Regions from separate parts of the Mus musculus genome. Here all the other regions are linked to region 1. Evidence: chromatin contacts called from public HiChIP or PLAC-seq and Micro-C data. All regions are on one chromosome and are shown on one strand. Each heading gives the region's core, a stretch centred on a gene start, on an enhancer-like site or on the middle of the called end of the contact. The rest is flanking DNA. Distances are from core to core; before and after follow the strand shown.

The links. A called contact is a pair of places that touch in the nucleus more often than the background predicts. HiChIP or PLAC-seq counts read pairs in DNA pulled down with a chosen protein or histone mark.
Region 2: a contact with region 1 is called in a Micro-C map of embryonic stem cells, with 3 times the contacts expected there. The contact joins the promoter of Tmem178b here to the enhancer-like site in region 1. A contact is called at or near these places in 1 of 484 Hi-C or Micro-C datasets (embryonic stem cells), 2 of 115 datasets of contacts at active chromatin or transcription factors (embryonic stem cells and pancreatic cancer cells) and 1 of 9 other capture datasets (liver).
Region 3: an H3K27ac HiChIP or PLAC-seq map of embryonic stem cells shows a contact between it and region 1, with 26 read pairs. The contact joins two enhancer-like sites. A contact is called at or near these places in 11 of 484 Hi-C or Micro-C datasets (bone marrow-derived macrophages, embryonic stem cells, extraembryonic ectoderm and 3 more), 11 of 115 datasets of contacts at active chromatin or transcription factors (CD8 T cells, bone marrow-derived macrophages, double positive thymocytes and 6 more) and 1 of 9 other capture datasets (embryonic stem cells).

What each region holds. Positions count from the first base shown.
Region 1 is chr6:39,779,111-39,783,609 of GRCm38.p6, forward strand. No RefSeq gene overlaps it. Among named protein-coding and RNA genes, the nearest start is that of Mrps33, 30 kb to the right of the region's middle. Within about 2 kb of position 1,996, at least 194 of the 459 cell types and tissues checked have an H3K27ac peak or open chromatin away from gene starts, as enhancers often do. A contact at or near this core is called in embryonic stem cells, extraembryonic ectoderm and liver, where this site is marked.
Region 2 is chr6:39,868,705-39,873,203 of GRCm38.p6, forward strand. Tmem178b (transmembrane protein 178B) reads left to right here and starts at 2,732. Exons shown (of 4, transcript NM_001360978.1): 1 at 2,732-4,499. The coding sequence starts at 4,367.
Region 3 is chr6:39,703,983-39,708,481 of GRCm38.p6, forward strand. The region is part of intron 1 of Braf (Braf transforming gene); the gene reads right to left. Among named protein-coding and RNA genes, the nearest start is that of Braf, 19 kb to the right of the region's middle. Within about 2 kb of position 1,874, at least 8 of the 459 cell types and tissues checked have an H3K27ac peak or open chromatin away from gene starts, as enhancers often do. A contact at or near this core is called in embryonic stem cells and extraembryonic ectoderm, where this site is marked.

The DNA of each region.
Region 1 (4,499 bases), core at 746-3,245:
AGATCTCTATTATTAAATGCTAGGTTAATGTGTCATTTTTCACTTACACAAAATAGGCTGTATTGAGTGAGTATCTTCTTGTCAAAGTATCTGTAAATAGTTTAGGTCATTTCTTTAGCACAGATTACTGAAACTGGAAGGACAGGTAAGAAAGCAGGACTGTTCTGAAGTCCCTTTGAATACGTTGTCAAACTGCCAGTCATAATGGTCAGTCCTGTCAGGCTTTGCTCCCAGCCACCAGCAGTGTGTGAAAGGACACTCTAACCCCACGCTAGCTGAGAAACCCACATCTCAGCACATCTTTTAGTAAATTGGCAGAGTTTACTGTATTTCCAGCTTTCGTTTTTTGGTTCTCCAATTCTTAAATGGAGTTGTTCACTTTACCAGATGTTTGTTGTTTAACTGTATTTGCAGTCATCATCTTGTCTGTTGCCCTGTGAAAATGGAGGTGTCTTTGACTCGATCATCAAACATTTATTTATACGGCAAACTTCCCTGTATCTTTTTAGTGATAGAAACTTAAATCTTTATGCACTTAAGCCATTCCTTCCTTTCTAGCTTTCTCCCTTCGTTTCTTCCTCTCTCTCCCCTCCCCCCTCTTCCTCTCTCCTTTTTCCCTCCCCACCCCCCACCTCTTTTCCTTTTCCTTTTCCTTGGATCTAACCCAGAGCTTTGCAAGTGTGCTGGGCCAATACTCTGCTGTTGAACTGCGGCCACAGCCCTTTTGCTCCATATCTGCCCCCACCTTATTTGGAGACAAAAATTTTGCTCTGCAGGCAACACTTGAACTCATAATCTCCCTGCTTTCCCACCATGAGCTGCCATCCATGCCTGGCTGTTTTGTTTGTTTGACTTTTGTTTGTGTTTGTTTCAATTACTTAAAAAAATGGTGTTGGGGTTGGAACTTAGGGTCTTCTGCATACTAAAAACATGCTCTACCACTGAACTATACTATACCTTCAGTTCCTTTTTGTGTTTTTAAAGAATTATTTTTTTATGTCTAGGAATATTTCACCTGCATGTTTATGTGTGCCTAGAACCCCATAGAAGTCAGATGAGGGCTTTGGATCCCCTGGAACTGAAGTTATAGATGATAGTGAGCCAATACGTGGGTGCTGGGAATCAAACATGCCCTTCAGAAGAACAGCCAGTGCTTTCAAGCTGGACCAACTGTCCAACTTGCACATATACATATGTATATACACACACATACATATACACATACATATATGTACACACACACATATATATGTATGTGTGTGTGTGTGTGTGTGTTTGTTTTTTGTTTTTCATTTTTGAGACAGGGTTTCTCTGTGTATCCCTGGAACTTGTTATTTAGATCAGGCTGGCCTTGAATTCAGAGATCTGCCTCCTGAGCTAGGATTAAAAGTATGGGCTACCATGCCTGGTTACTTTTGTATATCTAAAAAGTTTATGTGTACGATCATTTTGTGTGTCTAGACCCATGGAAGCCAGAAAAGGGCTCCAGACTTGAGTCACAGATGCTTGTGAGCGACGTCTGGACAGGAACTGGATCTGGGTTCTCTGCAAGGGCAGTGAGTGCTGTGCCCACCAGCTCCCTTTTACAAACCTATTTTTAACTTCAGAACATTATCTCCACTTGATAAGATTCAATAAAGCCTTCTATTTTTCTTTTCTTTCTTTCTTTTTTGGTATGTGTATATTTAACTTTTGTTTTTAAAATGAAATCGTATAGACAGGGTCTCGCGTTGTATGCGTGCAGCTCAGGCCGGACTTGTGGCTTGGTGATCTTCCTGCCTTAGTCTCCGGAGTGCGGGAGTTAGAGGCAGCTGGCTGGGGAACCTGCAGCCACACAGACTTATCTCTTCCTGGGTCTGGAAGGCAAAGGTAAAGATTCTTGTCGTTAAAACTGCTGCCTGTTAGGAACCAGTTGGACTGCAAATCTCAGCAGGAGCGCTTTGAGCGGCTGTCTGCTGACAGCAGGATGAGCTGCCGGTCACAGAAAGCCAGGGGGGAGGGGGTGGGGTGTTACTGGGAAATTCTCCTCCCCGGACAAATGACCTTTCACCCCCTAGTTCTCTGTGCTCCTTTTCTTCCTCTTGGTTTTCTTTCTGAGCTTCTAGAGGAGACTAAGATATCCGTGGATTTAAGGACTGATGGTATATGACTGCTTGGTGTTTGTTGTAAAAGGTTCTGTCGCTCCTTTTGCAGGGAAACCAACAGAAACTAAAGTACAATAAAGCACAAGAGGCCTGAGTACGTAACTCAGTGGTAGAGGTCCTGGCTTTGACGCACGCGCCCCCTCCCCCTCCCCATCCCCCAAACACACACACCAACCACACAGAGACAGGGAGACACTGGGTAAACACACATCGGGTGTGAGGCCAGAGGAGCTAAACTGTAGGGGAGATCTGCCTGGGAATGAATGCCTTTCCTGTAATAACCAGAAACAGCTCCTTCGGAGGAAACTGTGAGCCCCAGGGTACAGAACGAGAGTCAGCTAGCCGGGAAGCAGACACAGTGGGCTGGCTTGCTTTTTTGCTTTTGCTTTTGTTTTTTGTTTGTGTGTGAGTGTTTTTTTTTTTTTTAGGCCAATTTAAATTATTTAAGTATTTTTGTTGGCGATGCGTTCATTTGCTTTTCAGTTCCACTTATGATATGCCTTCATAATCATCCACTCTTAGAAGAAGCCTAAATGACTGGTTCAGCAGCTCCCAGCAAAACCTCGCTCTGGAACCTATGTGAAACGCAGGCGTCATGACTAAGAGGAACTACTCTTAGTCATGTTTGTTAAGAACTGGCTTTGTGAGCCCGGCCTTAGGAAGTGACCACAGATTTCACAAGTCCACACATGTGCCTGTTAGAGCATGTTTGTTAAGAGTCCTATGTAACTCCGGTTTGATTTGTACCTGAAGGGACCGAGGGTAAAATACTTAGCCGCTGGCACGCCAGACTGGTCAACAGCCTCGGCGTGGGGTTTTAGCTACTTCTCTAAGGCTGTTTTCCAGCTTGGATTTTTAAAGTCTGCAGTTGCAAGCGGCCTACCAGACATAGCATTTCTTGCCTCCTTTTTTTTTCATACGAGATAACATTTCAAGGCGGTAGAGGCGAGGCAGCCCTGAAATTCCTAGAAGATTAGGAATGTGGGGGAGATAGCATCAGTGTGACTTGGAAGTTTCTCACTTTTCCAGCCTGGGTCAGGGGACTATAGACTTTACCCCCCAGATAGCCACTAGCAGAGTGGTCAGGACCTCCTGTGTTTACATTGGCCTACGGTAGCCTCATCCTCCATCTTCAAGCCTGCCAACAGTCAGACTTGATCTAACTGGGGTGGCCTCCAGTTAAGCTTTGATTTCAGGGTGTAATTTAAGGTGTGTAGCTCCTAGGCGCTGATGAAAAGCTGTGTGCTGGTGAGCGAGCCTTGGACACTGTTGGCCAAACCATGAAGATTAGAACAAGCTTTTATTTTATTTTATTTTATTTTGGGAAATATATATCATATCCAGTTCGGTTCAGAAATGTACTTACATATTAGTACACTTCAAAATAGAAAAAGAAATACTATATATAGGCTGGGCAGGTCTGAAACTTGCTACATAGACCAAACTAGCTGGGAACTTACACAGAGCTGTCTGTCCCTGCGTCCTGAGTGCCTGGCTATACTGTCCTTTTCTTTTTGGGAGTTCTGGGGACCAAAGCTAGGACTTCTCACCTGCTAGGTGATGTGAGCCATCCCCGTGTTCTGGAACACCCTTTGTAAGGGAAATTTTTTTGCTGGACAGATTACTATGACTGGGACAGTACTGCCACCTGGTGGAAAGTACCCTAATTACAGGAAAATATATAAGCTGAGTGAAGTAAAAAACAAAAATGACAACAAAGGTTAAGTTTTAAGTGAAATTTACACTTAATAAGGAAATCGCTAAATATATAGATTAGAGATCTACTAATTAAAAATCAGTATCTTTGGGTTGGTGAGATGGCTCAGCGGCTAAGATCACTGACCGTTCTTCTGGAGGTCATGAGTTCAAATACCAGCAACCACATTGTGGCTCACAACTATCTATAATGAGAAACAAATTAAAAACAAAAACCAAAAAACCTATGGGCTGGAGAGAGCCAGGCTGGAGCAAGAGGGAGAAGTAGGGGAGGGGGAAAGTCAGTATCTTTAAATCTGGAGTCTTGTGACACTGACCAGCATTTTTCACCAGTATCTTTGGGAATTTGGGGAGGAATAAAAAACAATCCACCTTTTAAAAATTGCTTGGTGGTGGTGGTGGTGGTGGGTGCTGGAGAGATGGCTCTGCGGTTAAGAGCACTGACTGCTCTTCCAAAGGTCCTGAGTTCAAATCCCAGCATCTACATGGTGGCTCACAACCATCCATAATGAGATCGGATGTCCTCTTCTGGTGTGTCTAAAGACAACTACAGTGTACTTATATGTAATAATAAATAAATCTTTTTAAAAAAATGCTCCAGGGAACAGAAAAATGGCTCCGCAGTTAAGAGCAGGTTAA
Region 2 (4,499 bases), core at 1,482-3,981, 90 kb after region 1:
GTGTGAGCAGACGCTGGTCATTCACTTTCTGGGATACTTTCTCAAGAATCACACATCATTTTATGTTTGACTCTGGAGTCAATTCTGACTTCAGGGCAGTATTATTATGAGCAGGAAGAAACACACAAAAGAGTGATGCTGTAGCTAACAGGGAAGAGAAATTTGAGGCTAGATCCTGCACTTAAAAAGAGTAGATCATAGTTGGGTGTGGTAGCCCACACCTGTAATCCCACCACCTGTTAGGTTATGGCAGGAGGACTGTAAGTTCCAGGCCAGCCCATGCAATTTAATGACAGATTGTCTCAAAAAATAAACTTGAAAAAAAGATGTGTGTGTGTGTGTGTGTGTGTGTGTGTGTGTGTGTGTGTGTGACTTGGATGTGGTGGATTGAATAAGAATGGACCCATAGATTCACATATTTGAATGCTTAGTCATTAGGGAGTGGCACTACTTGAGAGAGATTAGGAGGTGTGGCTTTGTAGGAGTTCATGGAAGTGTGTCACTAGGGGCTGGTTTTGAGGTTTCAAAAGCCCAAGCCAGTCCAATGGCTCTGTCTTCCTGCTGCCTATGGTTCCGAATGCAGAGCTCTATTGTGATAATGGACTAAACCCATGAAACTGTTAAGCATGTCCCAAATCACTTTCTCTTATTAAGAGTTGCCTAGGTCATGGTGTCTCTTCCACCACAATGGAACATGAAGACAGGGGAGGTGGAATACCTTCCTAGACTGCACAACAGTTTGGCTCCCAGTCAAGCACACACACAAAGATAACAACTAGGACGACAACAGCAACATCAACACAAGAAGCAATGCTGTCTAGGTGATCAGCTTCTTAGCCCTAAGCATCAGTATCATCTCCAATATGATATATGGTGGCTCAAAACAATCACACTTAAAAGGAGGGTACCAACCAACAAACATCTTTTGTAGGATTTTTGGGTTTTCACCAAGGACAACAACTTCAAAATGGTATATTAGTGATATCCAGGAAAGAGGAGGGCAGTACCCCACATTGGCTCCCTTCCTAAGCTGGGCCTAGGACAGCACTGAGGGCCACAGGATAGCAGGCAAATCTTTGAAAGTAGGCCAAAGGCCGTGGAAAAAGTTAAAGAGTTGACCAAGAGGGGAGCAAGAGTGGATTGTGGGTGGGTTGTGGGGGAGGGGTGCTGAAAGAGGAGCATGCGTGCTTTTCTGCCTGGGCACTGCCAGTGATCCTTGAGCTGGCTTAAAGACCCGAGAGGGAACCAAGAGACCCAAGCTGTAGAGATAATCTTGCTTTGACTTCCCACTGACCTTGTCAGTTCAGTTTCCCTTCTATTGTCATATGCAGGTACCCTACTAGGTGAAAAGCACTCCCACTTAGCTTTAGGGGTAGAAATAGCTTTAGTAGTGTTTGCATGTATGCCAAATGTATCCCTATTTTCAAGGACACAAATAGAATTGAGAAAAAGATAAGGAGAAGACACCCTGGCCAAAGTCGCTCAGCTTTATCAGGGCATCCCAGGGACCTCTGAGGATGATGTGGACTAGCAGGTGCCTGTAACTTCTAGACCAGCCGAGCATCATCTAAGAACCAAGTAGGTAATCCTAATGACTTCTCTTCACGAAGTAAATCCCCTTATAGAATTCAAGACTGAAAAACAAGGCACGCCCCTCCCCCACTAGATGGCACTGAAACGCCTTGTTCGCGATTTTCAAAATGCAGGGAGGAAAAAAAAAAAAAAAGACAAAAAGAATATGGTGGAGGTGCGTTCCTTTCGACTCACAAGTCCTGCTGTGCAAAGCTGGGTCCCTAGGGCACTCTCTTTTCCCCAGGGCAGCTCTTTATCCCTCAGTGGGGAACCCCGACTTTGGAGAGAGGGTGAAAACCGAAGGGTGAGCTTTAGAATGAAACCCCTAGTATGTGAAGCTGGATGGGAGGCTCCCAGCTTTGCGGCTCTGCTTCACGTGAGAGAAGCAGGGGGCGGGGTAGGGTGGGGATGGATCCTCTAGCTGGGGCCCACCTCTTCAAGGTCTGGAGTCTCGGTCCCACCTCAAAGAGGCCCTGCGGAGGCTAAATCCAGCGGTCATAGGGAAATCACGACAAACCCTATACCGAGGTTGCCTATAACTTCCTCTCCTCCAAAATCAACTGCCCTCTCACCCCACAGCGGCTCTCTTCTGGTCTTGAACGGATCAGTTAGTTGTCCCCTTTTCTTGCCGAAGAGTAAGGACAGGTGTGTGTGTGTGTGTGTGTGTGTGTGTGTGTGTGTGTGTGTGTATGTGTTGGGGTGTCGGCCGCTGGCTCACGGCTGCTCTCTGCTCAGTTCCAGGTAGAAACGCCAGTAGCTAGCAAGGTAGTGCTTATAGCTTTCTGGGGAAAAACAAAGATCAAACGAATAGGAGACACTAGAGGCGGAAACCGAGGTGCAGGGGTTCTCCCAGAGCCGGTTAAAGACCGTTCTCTAAGCATTTTCTTCTTTAAAGAACTGTGGCGAATTTAAGGGACTTTTCCACGGTCAAAAGAGAAACGGGAGACGTAGGCACCAACACTAAATTTATAATAATACACGTAAACATGCTACATATATGTATATGTGCATTAATATGGATGTGGTGGAGCCCATACCTACCTAGACACCATTGACTTGCCTGGCCAAAGAACAAGGCTCAGACATTTCGTGCCTGGAAAATGGTGTGGTTTAACTTTAAGAAGGCTAGAAAAATAAGAGATGAGGCTCACGTTGCACGGATGACATCACTAGCTTTTGGCTGCGCGCTCCGTGTTCTCGGCTGTGGGTTTTAGCCAAGGCTGCAGCGCCTGGAGGCCGAGCGAGTGACAGCGGCTTTCTCGGGCGCCCACACCCGGGCAATGCGATTTCTGGAGCCCCTGGGGTGCAGCTTGGGCTCTCGCTCCTCTCGGGCGTCGCCTGAGCCTGAGAGGCCCGGAAGCCTCTGCAGCTCGAGGAGGTAGGGAGGTGAAGCCGAGGCGCCCAGGCTCCCCCACCCCTCTATCCCCCGCCCCATTCACCCCAGTGCGGGGAGCCGGATCGCGGGACGCTGAGGCCGGGACGGGATATTCCACACGAGGCCGAGGGATCCCTAGTCTCGGCACCCGGGTGGGCTGAGAAGAAAATGGTGCAATCTGAGAGCGGCTGACCCCAGCTGGTTAGAGCAAGCGGTGCTGGAGTGCTTGGGCTCAGGTGGCGAAGGGGGCGGGTTGCTTCGAGCAGCCGGGCTCCGGGTTTTCTTCGTGCTCGCAGCATTTTCTCAGCACCTGGGCATCTCGCACGCGGGGCTGCGGAAGGCCAGGTGAAGTGGAGCAGAAGGGATATTGGAGAGGGCCGGGTGCACACACTCCAGGAAGAAGAAGGCGCTGGAGAGAGCCGCATGACACCGGGGAGGCTGGCGGCTGGGCGGGCAGCTCGCCACCCCTGAGCGACCTGTCCATGGTGTTGAAGGAGCTCCGAGCGCTCCGGGTGCGCCCTCCTCTGTGCAGTCCGTCCCTAACGCCCGTCAGCTGCCGCCCAGTCTCTGCAAACCCCGGGCCCTGAACAGTCGCGTAACGCCGCCCGAGTGTCCCCGCTGTCCAAAAGCGGAGCTGTCTTAATGGGGAGGCCAGAGGCAGGCCATCCGGGAGCTCGCGGGCAAAGGCTGGTAGAGACCATGCGTCTGCGGGCAGCTCGCTTCTGAGAGCACCCGTGGGGTCGGCAGGAGTCAAGGACCTAGTGGTGATCAGAGGACTCAGGCTTTGAAAAGACCCAACCTGGAAAAGAACAGTTCTGGGCACGCGTCCCCGGCCTTCGGCTGCAGACCGAAAAGGGGAGGAGAGTCCCAGAGAAAGAGATCCAGGCTGCACTCCCTACTCCGGGCAACCGGCCGTGAGCGCGATCCGTCCTTCGGCGAAGTGTCGCGTCCTCAGATCTCCCTCCCTATCATTCATTCCCAGGAAGCCAGGACTGTCACTCCGGTCAGCAAGCTGCACAGAGAAACCCAGCAAGCCTCGCCGTGGTCGAGAGCACTTGGTGTTTAGTTTGTGATTGCTGGGCGGCGTGCAGAGGCGGACGGAGGGTTAGGACTGTTGCCCCCTGAACGGTGGGAAGTGGCCGTGCTGAGTTCACCACCGCGAGAGGAGGCTGCACCTGCCCGGAGGATGCTCAGGACCCTGCGGGAGCCTCTCCCGATCAGAACTTTTTAGGCTGCCCGCCTCTACTCCCGCAGTCCCCCAGCCGCGTACCCGCAGGTGGGGGCCGAGGGGGGCGCCGCGGCGCAGATCCCCTCCCGTATCCACCCCTAGCTCGGCCGCCCGCCGCTTTGTTCCGGGCGCGCGGAGGGAAGGCGAGGCTGCGGCGGATCATGCCCATGGTGTAGCCGCCAAGCGGAGGCATGGCTGCCGGAAGGTTACTGCTCTATACGGGGCTTTCGCTAGCGCTCTGCGCCCTCGGCATGTTGGCTGTGGCCATCTGCTCCGACCATTGGTACGAGACGGACGCCAGGAAGCACAGGGACAGGTGCAAGG
Region 3 (4,499 bases), core at 624-3,123, 75 kb before region 1:
ACAATGGTAGGGCTGGAGAGATGACTCAGAGGTTAAGAGCCCTGACTGCTCTTCCAGAGGTCCTGAGTTCAATTCCCAGCAACCACAAGGTGGCTCACAATGGGATCCGATGCCTTCTTCTGGTGTTTCTGAAGAGATAGACAGTGTATGCACATACATAAAATTTTAAAAAAATCTTAAAAACAAAAAACTTTCACTCTCTTCTGAAAATCTGGCTGTTGTGCCATGAAGAGGCCCTTGTGAGTAAATCTGGAAGTGGGTCTTCTGCAGTCTGCTATATCCATATCAGGAAACATGGGAGAAGACTGTCACTAGGTCAAGACTTGAAATGATTACATCCTTGGTAATTCTAGCCTTGTGAGATCCTAGAGTCAGAGCTATGCCAGTTAAGTTGCTGATTTCCTGCCCCACAGAAACTGTGACCTGTTTGCTATTTTATTATGTTTTGAAAATACTAGGGGCTACTAAATTTTGGAAGAACTTATTAACTAATGGATTGCAAGAATCTTCACTTATCTTGTCTGTAGTCTCCCCTCCCCCAGCCTGAAACCTGCTTGCTCAGGGGTGGAGCTTCCCGCTCAATCGTTCTGCCATGCCCACTGCTAGAACCTGCCGCTTTGCTGTTCGGAGCTGTGCACATGGTCACCCTGCTATTGGACTCCAAGACTAATTGGCGGGAATCGGGCCCCTTCCCCTTCCTTCATAACTGCGTGCAGAACAGTAAAATTGAGCTTTGATCAGAAAGCCTGTCTTAGCTGCATTTCTTTCTCTCGCCACCTAGCCCCTCTTCTCTTCCAGGTTTCCAAAATGCCTTTCCAGGCTAGAACCCAGGTTGTGGTCTGCTGGCCGGACACAACAGTTGTCTTTTAGTCTCTTAATAAGGTGGGGGTTGTTTCTGCATGAATATGTGTGTGGTATGTGAGCCTGCATATATGCCTGTTCATATGTACCTTGGTACATGTATATATAGAGAGAGACCTGAGGTTGACCTCAGCAACCTTCCTCTTAAACGCTGCACCATCTCTCCAGCCCAGGAATCTTTCTCAATGGAACTCGGTGCTCATCAATATTGCTCACTTAGCTAGCCTGCTTGTTCTGGAGATTCCATGCCAACCTTTCAAAAGCTGGAATTGTAGGCAAACTGCCATGTCCATTAGGCATTTATATAAAGAGATGATGGGAATCTAAACTCTGATCCTCATGGTGTCTTAAGAGTTTCTAGGGCTGATGAGATGGCTCAGCGGGTAAGAGCACTGACTGCTCTTCCAAAGGTTCTGAGTTCAAATCCCAGCAACCACATGGTGACTCACAACCACCCATAATGAGATCTGATGTCCTCTTTTGGTGTGCCTGAAGACAGCTACAGTGTACTTATGTATAATAATAAATAATTAAATCTTTGGGCCAGAGCAAGCAGGGACTGAGCAAGCAGGGTTGACCAGAGGGAGCCGGGTTGACCAGAGCAAGCAGGTCCTAAAAATTCAATTCCCAACAAACACATGAAGGCTCACAAACATCTGTACAGCTACAGTGTACTCACATACATAAAATAAATAAATCTTTAAAAAAAAAAGGAGTTTCTATTGCTGTGAAGGGAATTATTAAATTATTAAACTCTTAATAAGGAAAACATTTAATTAATTGGGACTGGCTTACAGTTTCTGAGGTTTAGTCCATTATCGTCATGGTGGCTCATAGGGAGACACAGGAGCGGAGCGGAGAGTTCCACATCTTGATCTGCAGGCAGCAACAGGAGACTGCCACACTAGTCTTAGTTTGAGCATTTGAGACCTCAAAGCCCACCTCTACAGTGACACACTTCCTCAACAAGGCCACACCTCCTAACAGTGTTACTCCCTACGGACTAGCATTCAAACACATGAATGGGGGCTATTCTTATTTAAAACACCACACATGGCAAGAACTTTATGCACTAAACTACCTCTCAGGCCCCTTAATAAGGTATTTATAAAGAGAAGTTTCTATCTTCTCTTTCTTTCTTTTGGTGTGGATAAGCATATACACTGCAGTCCATCCACTGCAGTGCGCATGTGGAGGTCAGAAGACACCTCTGGCATCTGGTCTTTCCTTCCACCTTTACCTGAGTCCCAGAGATCAAATTCAAGTTACTAGACTCGCACAACAAGCACTTTTACCTGGTGAGCCATCTCTCTGGCCCTCTATTTCTAATGTGGTCACATTATATCAATTTTTTTTTTGTGTGTGGTAGAGGTTTTAAATCATTTAAAAAGTTCTTTATTGCCGGGCGTGGTGGCGCACGCCTTTAATCCCAGCACTCAGGAGGCAGAGGCAGGCGGATTTCTGAGTTCAAGGCCAGCCTGGTCTACAAAGTGAGTGCCAGGACAGCCAGGGCTACACAGAGAAACCCTGTCTCGAAAAACCAAAAAAAAAAAAAAAAGTTCTTTATTGGGCTAGAAGCATGCCTCAACAGTACAGTACATACTTAAGGCCCAAGAATCTATCTCCAGCACTACAAACCAAAAGAATGTCTTGAGCTCATAAAATTATGCTCTTATTTAAAAATAAAATGATTGACTCGTGTGCACAGGCATTTTTGTCTGCGTAAATGTCTGTGCATCATATACATATCTGGTGCCAGAGGAGGGCACTGGATTCTCTGGGATTGGAGTTACAGTTGTGAGTTGCCATTTGGGTGCTTAGACTTGAACCCAGGTTCTCTGGAAGAGCAATTAGTATTCTTAACTGCTGAGTCATCTCTTCCTTCAGTCCCCAACTCTGTTAATTTTATACAACATTTACTTTCAGCTTTGCCTTTTTAAAATTTAATCTACCAGAAGCTAATATTTAAGTAACAAAATGGAGTTGGAAGGTTCTGAGATTGTTGTTTACTTTGAGTGGAAGTCAGAAGACAACTCTCATAAATTGGTCTTTGGCCACCTTGTGGTATCCAAAAATGCCCTTACCTGCTGTCTTAGTCAGGGTTTCCATTCCTGCACAAACATCATGAGCAAGAAGCAAGTTGGGGAGGAAAGGGTTTATTCAGCTTACACTTTCCGCATTGCTGTCGATCACCAAAGGAAGTCAGGACTGGAACTCAAGCAGGTCAGGAAGCAGGAGTTGATGCAGAGGCCATGGAGAGATGTTTCTTACTGGCTTGCTCTGCTTGCTTGCTTGCTTCCTCCCTCCCTCCCTTCTTTTTTTTTTTTTTTTTTTTTCAAGACAGGGTTTCTCTGTGTAGCCCTGGCTGTCCTGACACTCACTTTGTAGACCAGGCTGGCCTTGAACTCAGAAATTCGCCTGCCTCTACCTCCCAAGTGCTGGGATTAAAGGTGCGTGCCACCACCACCCGGCATCCCCCCCCCCCCCCCCCCCCCCGCTTTCTTATAGAACCCAAGACTCCCAGCCCAGAGATGGTACCACCCACAAGGGGCCCTCCGATCACTAATTGAGAAAATGCCTTATAGCTGGATCTCATGGAGGCATTTCCTCCATTGAAGCTCCTTTCTCTGTGATAACTCCAGCTTGTGTCAAGTTGACACAAAACCAGCCAGTACACCTGCTGAGCCATCTCCTTAGAGTAGGAAACTGTCCCAGCAAGTCAGTACCCCTACATAAGCATATAAAGTCCATCCACAACCTTTTCTGCATACTATTTGCCTTTTGTATTCATCTTCCCTTTTCTCTTTATAAGCCTCTCAGATATTCTACAGGCTACACTTTAAAATCCATGTCCACAAGATCCTTTAGAGCCTCATCCCTCTCTCCCCAAGATCAGCTGACTGTGAGGAGCATTCAGCAGTAGATTCTCTTCTCTTTCAATAACAAATCTGTAGTCCAAATAATACTCTATGAAAGATTTATTTTAAGCAGAATTACTCTACTTCTAGTCCTCCTTGTGTTAAAAATATTAGCAAAGCCTAAAGAAAATAGCTGGGCAGTGAGCCCAGCACTTGGGAGGCAGAGGCAGGAGAACCTCTGAGTTTCAAGCCAGCCTTGAAACAGAGTGAGTTCCAAAACAGCCAGGAATACACAGAGAAACCCTGTCTAGAAAATCCAAACCAAACCAAACAAAACGACAAAGTAAATCAATCACAGGAGAGCTCAGCATGCTCAGAACTCTAAAGTTCTTATGGTTTGTCCCAGAATAAAACACAGGAAGACGAACAAAGACAGACGGGACTGTGATTATTAGATCAGGAAAGTTTGCGGAGTGAATGAAGGTGAATACATTTTGTTTAATTTGTAAACAACAGGGTGTTTGTTACTATGTTACTAAATTCCTTAAGCTTTAATAGCTAAAGCTTAAGACTGACCAGAAAATAGGTATAATGGATCAAAAAATAGAAGTAAACTATGGGCAAAACAAAAATAAAAGGGTCTTAAGAGAAAAATAATCAGGGCTTAAACTAGAGTGATTGAGATGAATAAAATAGAAGCATCAGGGCAGATGGTGAGTCAAAGGGTTTGGGTGCTTACTCTATAGTGAAATCAGGACCGCAGAACAGAGAAACTTACTA